Linked DNA regions of Gossypium hirsutum: region 2 is linked to region 1. A link is a contact called in public Hi-C data. All regions are on one chromosome and are shown on one strand. The core of a region is the stretch at or near the end of the contact, and the rest is flanking DNA. Distances in the headings are between cores, read along the strand shown. Region 1 holds the start of LOC107899426 (formamidase). Region 2 holds the start of LOC107899984.

Evidence for each region. A called contact is a pair of places that touch in the nucleus more often than the background predicts.
Region 2: a Hi-C map of leaf shows a contact between it and region 1, with 2.3 times the contacts expected there. The contact joins the promoter of LOC107899984 here to the promoter of LOC107899426 in region 1. A contact is called at or near these places in 6 of 34 Hi-C or Micro-C datasets (hypocotyl and leaf).

What each region holds. Positions count from the first base shown.
Region 1 is chrA11:63,617,570-63,622,455 of Gossypium_hirsutum_v2.1, reverse strand. LOC107899426 (formamidase) reads left to right here and starts at 3,461. Exons shown (of 7, transcript XM_016825138.2): 1 at 3,461-3,923; 2 at 4,622-4,859. The coding sequence starts at 3,705.
Region 2 is chrA11:64,295,528-64,300,503 of Gossypium_hirsutum_v2.1, reverse strand. It overlaps LOC107899984, which reads right to left and starts at 1,508. Exons shown (of 2, transcript XM_016825719.2): 1 at 1,187-1,508; 2 at 1-843. The coding sequence starts at 836.

The DNA of each region.
Region 1 (4,886 bases), core at 2,212-4,711:
ATGAAGACTCAGAAAAGTGGATGTTTGCTATGCAAGAAGAGATGAAATCACTCCACAAAAACAGAACATGGGACCTTGTGAAACTTCTTAAAGGTAAAAAGACTATTCGTTGTAAATGGGTGTTTAAAAAGAAAGAAGGGACTCCAGGAGTTGAAGAACCCAGATATAAAGCAAGGCTTGTTGCAAAGGGTTACAGTCAAATTCTAGGAGTGGACTTCACAGATGTGTTCTCTCCAGTTGTTAAGCATAGTTCGATTCGAGCTTTGCTTGGTATTGTGGCCATGCATGATTTGGAGCTTGAGCAGTTAGTTGTAAAAATTGCATTTCTGCATGGAGAACTTGAGGAGGATATTTACATGCAACAACCAGAGAGTTTTTTAGTCTCAGAAAAAGAGGACTATGTTTGCTTGCTGAGAAAGTCCCTTTACGGTTTGAAACAGTCACCAAGACAGTGGTACAAGAGGTTTGATTCCTTTATGACTTCTCATGATTTCAAAAGAAGTAGTTTCGACAGTTGTGTTTACTTTAAGAAAAATAGTGATGATTCTTTTGTGTATCTACTTCTTTATGTTGATGACATGTTGATAGCAGCAAAAGATAAATGAGAGATAAGAAAGGTCAAAGCCCAACTAAGTGAAGAATTTGAGATGAAAGATTTAGGACCAGCAAAGAAGATACTTGGTATGGAGATTCTCAGAGATAGAAAAGCAAGTAAATTGTACCTAAGTCAGAAGGGGTATATTGAGAAAGTTCTTTACAGGTTCAATATGCAAAGTGCTAAGCCTGTTAGTACTCCTTTAGAAGCCCATTTCAGACTTTTATCGGCTTTGTCTCCACAATCAGATGATGAGATTGAGTACATGTCACACGTTCCATACTCTAGTGCAGTGGGATCTTTCATGTATGCTATGGTTTGTTCACGTCCAGATTTATTATATGCAGTCAGTGCAGTTAGCAAATACATGGCAAATCCCGGTAAAGAACATTGGAAAGCAGTTTAGTGGATTTTAAGATACTTACAAGGCACTACTGATGTTTGCTTACAGTTTGGAAGAACTAAAGATGGAGTCATAGGGTATGTTGATGCTGATTTTGCTGGAGACCTTGATAGAAGAAGATCTCTCACAGGTTATGTCTTTACAATCGGAGGTTATGCAATTAGTTGGAAAGCCACTTTGCAAACTACAGTCGCTTTGTCTACCACTGAAGCTGAGTACATGGCGATTGCTGAGGCTTGTAAAGAAGCTATTTGGTTGAAGGGACTACTTAGTGAACTCAATGAAGACCTTCAAATTAGTACAGTATTTTGTGACAGTCAGAGTGCCATATTCCTTACAAAAGATCAAATGTTTCATGAGAGAACAAAACATATTGATGTTCGGTATCATTTTGTTCGTGATATTATTGCTCGTGGTGATATTGTTGTGAGAAAAATTAGTACTCATGAAAATCCTGCAGATATGATGACTAAGTCACTTCCTATAACCAGGTTTGAGCATTGCTTAGACTTGGTTGGTGTTCATTGTTGAAGTTAAACCCTTAAGGGGTTTTATGGAAGAGGTGGAGAACTTGTTCATTAAAAGTTCGCGATGAAGAACTTGTTCATTGAGAATTTGTGTCATGGTGGAGATTGTTAGAATTAAGTGACCCGAATTCTTATTTAAATAAAATACGATGAAAAAAAAATAAAAGTAAAATCCATATAGAACTAGACTTCTTTTATTTTATTTTAGAATAAGGTTTTTTAAACCTTATTAAACTTCATCTATTTTATATTGATTAGGATAAGGTGTTTCAATCCTATTAGAATATGGCTTTACAAGCCTATAAATAGACATAGTCTATTCCTCTTGTATTGGTTCAAAATTTTTGACATAGTGAATTTTCTTCTCCTCTGCCCGTGGTTTTTTCCTGAAAAGGTTTCCACGTAAAATTTGTGTGTTCTTTATTTTATTTTTTATTTTATTTTTCACAATTTTGAATCGAGTTAAATTTTACAATTCAAATAATCCAAATAACAGATTGGTGTAAATATCCTTTCGATACTTGTCAATTTTGAAAATTACCAAATTGGTCTCAAAATAGTGACAAAAAATTCAAAATAATATTATTTTTAAAACTCAAATATTTATAACAATTCTAAAATTTATATTTCCCATTAAATATAAATATTATAAAAAATTTCTAAAAAATATATAAAAATGTTAAAAAGTAAAAAAAACCCTAAAATAATATTTTTAAGACCTAAATCCTAAACTCTAAAAATCCTTACAAATCCTAAACAAAAACCGTTAAAAAGCTCTAAACCTTAACCCTAATTTTTAAAAAAAAAAACCCTTAAATGAACCGTGAAGAGAAAAGGAAAACATGTCCAGCTGGATACGCTTTACAGACCGAGCAGGAAAGCACATCCAGCTGGAAGCGTTTTCCTGCCAAATCCGTTGAAAACGCGTTCAACTAGACGTGTTTTTCTTTTCTCTCTCCAAAATCGACTTAATCTAGAAAATTTCAACAAAAAAAAAACCAGCCTAATCTAATCATATTTCTAAAATTTCAGTATTTTTAGGTAATTCACCCCTTTTATTTCCCTATTCTATCTTTATCTTTTTCTTCTCTCTTTCAGGATAAGTCTTTTCTTTTTTTCTTTTTAACTTCCTAGCTGCGTCTTTAATTTTCATAACTCAACATTTTTATAACTCAAAAGTGCCTTCAATCAAACCCAAAATGACGAAAGAAACAAAAGTAGTTTCCTATAACCAAACATCTTTATAACTCAAAAATGGCTCGTCTTCCATGGAAAACCCATCTATGAAAGTCAAAACGGGTAAGGAGCCTCGCACTAGGCCCATTTCAAACCGGTCCTTGTTCGGAATCTAGAGAGCAGCCCATTCTTTTAAACTGCTGTCTTCATCGCCTCAAATCTTCCATATTCATTGCTGAGCACTTAAAAGCACAACTATTGCCCCGATTTCAGCTCCATTTTATGACTCTATTCTTGGCTATGTAGAGATTTTACTTTGATTTTGAAATAAAGACTTGAAAGATTTTTAGTGTTTTTAAGTTTAGGATTTAGGAAATTTCATCTAGAATTGGGACTTGGTTTCAAATTGTGTATAAAGTTTCACAAATGAGATTTTAAGATTTTAAGGTTCAAGTTTGAAGGAGTTATTGTATTAATACAAATTTTGTACATATTCTATGCAAATTTAATTTGAGCGGATTCTTATAAATTATTTTGCATTCTGGGTTTGTGCAGATGAATTATATTTTTAGTTTGAGAATATTTTATCTATTAAGTTAAAAGAATTGAGAGCAAGAGAGTCAAAGTGGGGTTGTTATTTTATTTATTTTTAACAATTTTAACTTAAAAAGAATAAAAGGTGAAAAAACAATCCAAGCGTTGGGTTGGTTCATTTAAGAAATATAATCAACCATAATGTTTTTGGTAAAGGATTGGATGGTTATGTCAAATATACCATGTATTGACGCAAATCTGAGTCAGATACCACTTGCATTCACTTCCGTGATTCTACCAAATAGCCATCTAATAACTGTTACTCTGTCCTAGAAGAAAATCCAAGGTAAGTTGTGAAGTCAGTTCCAAGTGGTCCATCCATCAAAGCAAAAAAATCCCAACTCCCAACCCATAGCTATCCAAAATGAAGGGTTTCGGGACCTATTATTTGTAATTCAAGACTTGAGCCATGGCTCACTATGTTGCAAAGGTAGTGGTGCCTATAGACCTGAAGAAAAAGCCATGGGAACAAAAACATCCCCTCCACAACCGGTGGCACCCCGACATACCAGTTGTTGCAGAGGTTAAAGATGGAGAGGTTTTCAGAGTTGAAATGGTGGATTTCAGTGGAGGTGGAATAACAAGTGACTACTCTGCCGAAGATGTCAAGCATGCTGATCAATCTATTGTGAGTTTCTACCTCCATCTTTTGCCTCCCCACTTTCCTTTCTTTCAACTTCTACTGCAACATAAAGCTGTTCCTATAATTTTTCTTAACCATTTTTCAAGTAAACAATAAGTTCCAATGTTTCTTATTGGCAATTTTAATCAAACCCTGTTGTCTAGTTAGTGAACCTTGGTATTTCAGTCTAGTAAAACCAAAATGGGACCATTGGAAAAATGGTCGAACCCCATTTGTCAGCAAGTAGAGTATTGGTCAAGACTCAAGAGTCAATACTTGCTTCAGTGGGTGACATTTGGCAAGACTGAAACAAATATCTCAACAATCTCCCTGTTTTCCCCAAAGCTTAATCCATGGCTCCTCCAACTCCAAGGCTAGTGGTGTCAGTAGATTTGAAGAAGAAGCCATGGGAACAAGCTCTACCTCTTCACAATCGTTGGCACCCTGAAATCCCTCCGGTTGCCCATGTTAAGGTCAGTGAGGTCTTTAGAGTAGAAATGGTAGACTGGACTGGAAGTGTCATAAAAGATGATGATTCTGCAGCTGATGTAAAATTCATAGACCTCTCCACTGTAAGTAAACAAACTCCATTATCTGAGTCAGGGAAAAAAGAAATAAGCTAAATATAACATCTTATGTCAGATAAATAATCTTTGAATTGAACCTACTGGTTATGATATAAAAATATTATGCAAATGATACAGGTTCATTATCTGAGTGGGCCTATAAGAGTTGTAGACAAGAATGAGACACCTGCCATGCCAGGTGATCTTCTTGCAGTGGAAATATGTAACCTGGGTCCTTTACCGGGTGATGAATGGGGTTATACAGCAACTTTTGACAGAGAAAATGGAGGAGGGTTTTTGACGGACCATTTTCCATGTGCAACAAAAGCTATTTGGTATTTTGAAGGAATCTATGCCTACTCTCCTCATATACCGGGTGCAATTTCCATTAATTCCCACTAGT
Region 2 (4,976 bases), core at 259-2,758, 680 kb before region 1:
CAGGGTTTTATCAATCTCTTCATGAAAACATCAAGGCTACTGTTCAACAAATTGGGACAATCTACTGACATGTTTAATCCCTCCATCTCTAACTTCTTTTCCAACCTTTTTCTCAAAGAACCGGTGTCAGGTAGTTCACCTTTGCAATGACATGTCTCAGAAGTGGATGCTAATCCGTTCCATGCCACTTTTCGCATTCCTTTAGCATCCAAAGATATGCCAAGCGGAGCTCTAACAGGACTCCTACTGCGAATGCTTGGGCTTCCTGCAACTTGATCAACTTCCTCTCCTTCTTCCAAGGACATAGGTGGTCTGCTACCCAAAGAAAGCAACTCGGTAGCACTTTGCTGTTCTTGAACTCTTGGAACTGCATCTTCACAAACAGTACCACGGCTCTTCCCATGAGGCCCTAAAGGACTTGGATGGTTGTGATCACGGAGATTTGTAGTCCTTCCCTTACGAGGGGATTGAGGAAAGTCTTTGCACATTGACTTAAGATTACTTCTTTGATACCCATTCGCCGCTTTAACACTTAAAGCACTTTCCAATTTGTTCCCTGTTGATGGATGATTCTTCGAAAGAGAAGCATTTCTAATAATCGATCTGAGGAGATGATTATGAAGACGAACATTTTCTCTCCCAATTATACCAATGCAGAGCCTATCAAACTCGGGTTTCCCAATCTTAAGACTCAAAAATCTAGTGAGCAGATTAAAGTACTTCTCAGTTTTTATAGGCCCAATCTTCCGTTCAATCTGAGATTTCAGCTCTAAAGTATCTACTAGAGAAAAATGCCGTCGACCCGGCATTTCAGTTTCCAAGTTCATCACTGTCATCCAAAATCTAAAATTTCAGCCAAAAAAAAAAATCAACTTCCAAATGAAAATCCTACTTAATTATCAATCAAAGTCACCACCAAAACCCCATGCCATTCTCTAAGATAGCAAGACGGGACCAAAAAATACTAAAATTCAAACAAAACAAACAAAACCCATATGAAAAACTGCATTAAGAATAAGTAACTTCATTTAACTAATAAATCATTCAAAAACCACAAATCAAAGAGAAACCCAGAAAGATAAATCTACAAAATTTGAAACTACCAGTCTCAAACAAAGAAACAGTAAAGCAGTAATGGTAAGCAACGGAAAAAGAAAATGTAAAATAGAAACAAAGCAAAACCCACCTGAATTAAGGAACTATATAACTAAATTCAAAGAAGTTGAACTGAATTTGCAGCAAAAAAGAAAAGCATTATTAATCAATCAGAAGCTTGTGAAAGTAGAGAGCAAAGAGATTAGGGCAATAAGCTTTGAAAGCTTCTATTGAAGTGATCATGGTCAAAGAAACATGTGCGTTTTGAAAACGGGTGTAAACTATGCTAAGTGCTAAGCTGGTGAGCTTTGGGTCGAATGTTGGATTGTCCAATCAGCGTCTCAGTTTTTGCGTAATTTAGAATTAAGCCTTCCGAATATAATGCAGTTTCCGGGAGGAAAAAGAAAATATCTATCAACAAAGGTCAAAGCTCCAACTATTTTCAATAAATCCAATTTTGACGAAAAATATTTTAACTAAAAGAAAAAAGGGATTTATTAATCAATACAATATCTAATAAGAAACAAGCTATTAAATATAAGGAATTTAAGAAAATTTATTTGATGTAATTTTTAGACAGTTAAGTAAAAAAAATACAAAAAAAAGAGAGTTATTTTTAATTTTATTTTGGAGTTAAAAAAAATATTTTTATTAATAATACTTTGACTTAATGGTAAGGTATATGTTTTGGAAATTTGGAATTTTATTATGGGTAAATTTTTACTTCAAATTTTATTATGTTTTAATTTTCATCACGTATGAATCATGTTCAAATCTATTCTAATTACAATCGAGATATATTTTAATTTAGAAATGTTGCTCAACTAATTTTTGGCCATGCTTAAGTTTGATTTTTTTAATCTTAGGTAAACCCGACCCAACTTAGTTCACTCTTCGAACATAATCATGATAGAATTTAGTGCTGTTCACCTAGTATTCCTGAAAACTAGATAAAATTATCATAGGTATAAAATTACTAACATGAACAATAAGGGCATAAGTTTCACGTACACCTACCAATAAAGGCTCATAAACATTATTCTCTAAAAAGAATGTTCTTATATTTCACGATAATATAATAGTTAAGATACTCGAAAATATATAAACAATTAATGTGAGTTATTAAATAATTAAAAATATGAAAAAAAAGACATACAATAGAATTATAAACGATGAAAATAATGTCAATATAAGAACATTTTCAATTATACAATTATACAATTATGAAAATATATAAACAATTAAAAATATGAAAAAAATACAATTATGAAAATATCAAAACATTTTCAATTCATAATCATAATCATGTACAATAGATACTTAAGGCCCCTAACTACATGTCTTGGGCTTATATAGAGTCAAATACAGAGTTAGGATTTGAATCCAATTTTGATGGTTACACGACTTAAGATGATCCACACGGGCCTGGCGATACGGGCGTGTGAACACTGGAGTTAATTTTTCAAATTTAATTGCAAGCCAGATAGTTACACAGGTCATAGACATGGCCATGTGCGAGACACGACCTGTCACACAGGCGTGTGTGAGATTGTGTGCCCTACACGGCCTCGCACACGGGCATGAGAGAAGCAAAAGAAAATCACACACGGCCTGACACGCGGTTGTGTGTGACACACGGCCATGTTTGAGGCTGTGTGACCACTAGGCTTTGAGTTTTAAATCACACACGACCTGAGGGAGTGGCACATGAGCATGTGACACAACTGTGTAGCCCAATAGGGGCCTAAACATGATCGTGTCCCTTTAAAACCCTAATTTTTCATTTTCTTTTTATTTTGTCTTCTTCCTTCTTCACTTCTTTCCCTTAACGACCACACTACCTTTACCCCATTTGACCCCCCATTATGGCCACAGTCGTCCTTGCCCCCTTTTTCTCTCACTCCCATTCACACCTCCCACCGTCGCCCAAGCCCTTCCCTTCTCATCCTAACCGCTCCTTTCTCCTTCCTTCTCCTTCACGATTCCCCCCTTTCCCCTTTCCCTTCATTTTCCTTTTTCCCTTCCCCAACCACCCCTAACCAAAACCCCCCTCCCCTCCCTCCCATCGCACCCTTCCCTCTCCACTATCCACCACTTGCCTTCCCCCTTTTCCTTTTCTTCCATGCACGATCTCCCCTTTCCCCCGTCCCTCCTCATCACTCCACCAACTCAAAACTCAGTCGTCACCGTCCCTAACCACCGCACAAACACCCTCTCGTCGGCCCACCTTCGACCACAACAGCGCACTACCCCATCGACCACCACTGCCGTTTGCCACCATCACCCATCGGTTCCTCACTGTCTATTCTTTTTCCTTTTATTATTATTATTATTATTTATTGTTATTATATTTATTTGTTTTACTATTCCTACATTTTTTGTGTTATTTTCATTATCATTTTTATTGTTCTTATTTTTAGTTTTAGTTCTAGTAAGATTTGTTTAATCAATTTTTTAATTTTTAATTTTATTATTTTTATTATTATTTATTTTCTTTAGTTTTTTCTGTTATTATGTTTAGTCTTATTTCTTTTACTGTTATTATTATTATTATTATTATTATTATTATTATTAGTTTTAGCTTTAGTTTCTCTTGATTTATTTTCATTCTGTGCTTGTGTTATTCTTCGTGTGTTGGTATGCCTACTCAAGAAATTTAGTAACTAGTTTTTGCATGGTTAAGTATTAGTACATATTATTTTAGGAGTAGATTTTCTATTTAGGTAGCTTGGATTTTGATATTCGTCATGAGAGGATTGTTAGTAACGTATTTTAATTTGCACATTGATTCATCAATCTCTCTGTTTGTTTAATTGGCGATACTTATTTTATTACTTTTTTGATATTAGACTATTTTACTTTTTTTAGGCACACCATAACGAACACACGCGGCAAATCTAAGGTCGTCATCCCTACTTCAAAAAAGTGGAAGACTCCGGGTACGACCTCGTCTTCGGGGGCTTCCGTCGATGCATGCCATCTATGTTTACGATTTTCACAGGGTCCTCAGGAGGACCTATATTAGCATCTTCGATAGTGGCCACTAGGATTAGGCCATTGTATTAATTGGGTGACCTTGGAGTAGATTCTGTTAGCTGATAGAGTCCGCGCACTGATAGCTATAGCTCCATGGGACTGATTTTTCTCTATCGTTGAGCCCACCTACTCAGAGCTTATCCTCGAGTTTTGTTCAGCATTCGTCCTTTAGCACGTGATGTCAAGCCACGATGAGCTAGGCTCTATTACTTTTAGACTCGACAGTACGACGTGTCATCTGAGCGTCCACGACTTCAGCGCTGCCCTAGGACACTATACTGAGGAGTTCGTGAGTGCCGAGGGATTTCTTACTTTATAATGACACATCCATTATTCTACGTCTCTATGCTGGACAGAGCTTACAGCAAGTACGACGTCGTATGACCAAAGTTGGTCGAAGGCGACTTCTTTTCCTCTAGCATTGCGCTATATCAATGCAATATTGGCCCACACATTGATCGGTCAAAGAGAAAACACCGAAGTCATCGATACATTTGACGCTTATTTTTTGTGGAGCATGGCCATGGGGCGCACATTCGATCTTGCCTACTTCATCGTCCTAACTTGCCTCCATCAAACAGAATGCAGTAGGAAGGGTCCTATTTACTTAGGCTCTTACGTAACTTGCCTCGCACGACACTCCGGTATCCTTGACACTCCATAGCAGTCCTCCTTCTTTACACTGGTTAGACAGATGTCTCAACAGGGGTTATCGAGTATGAGTCACATAAGGATGATCAAGCGACTGCTTGGAGTGGATTCTCCTCGATACCGATTATTTCATTCCGACCCTTAAGATGAGCAAGAAGACTTCACTGATGACGTCCCTTTCCACCACCAGGATC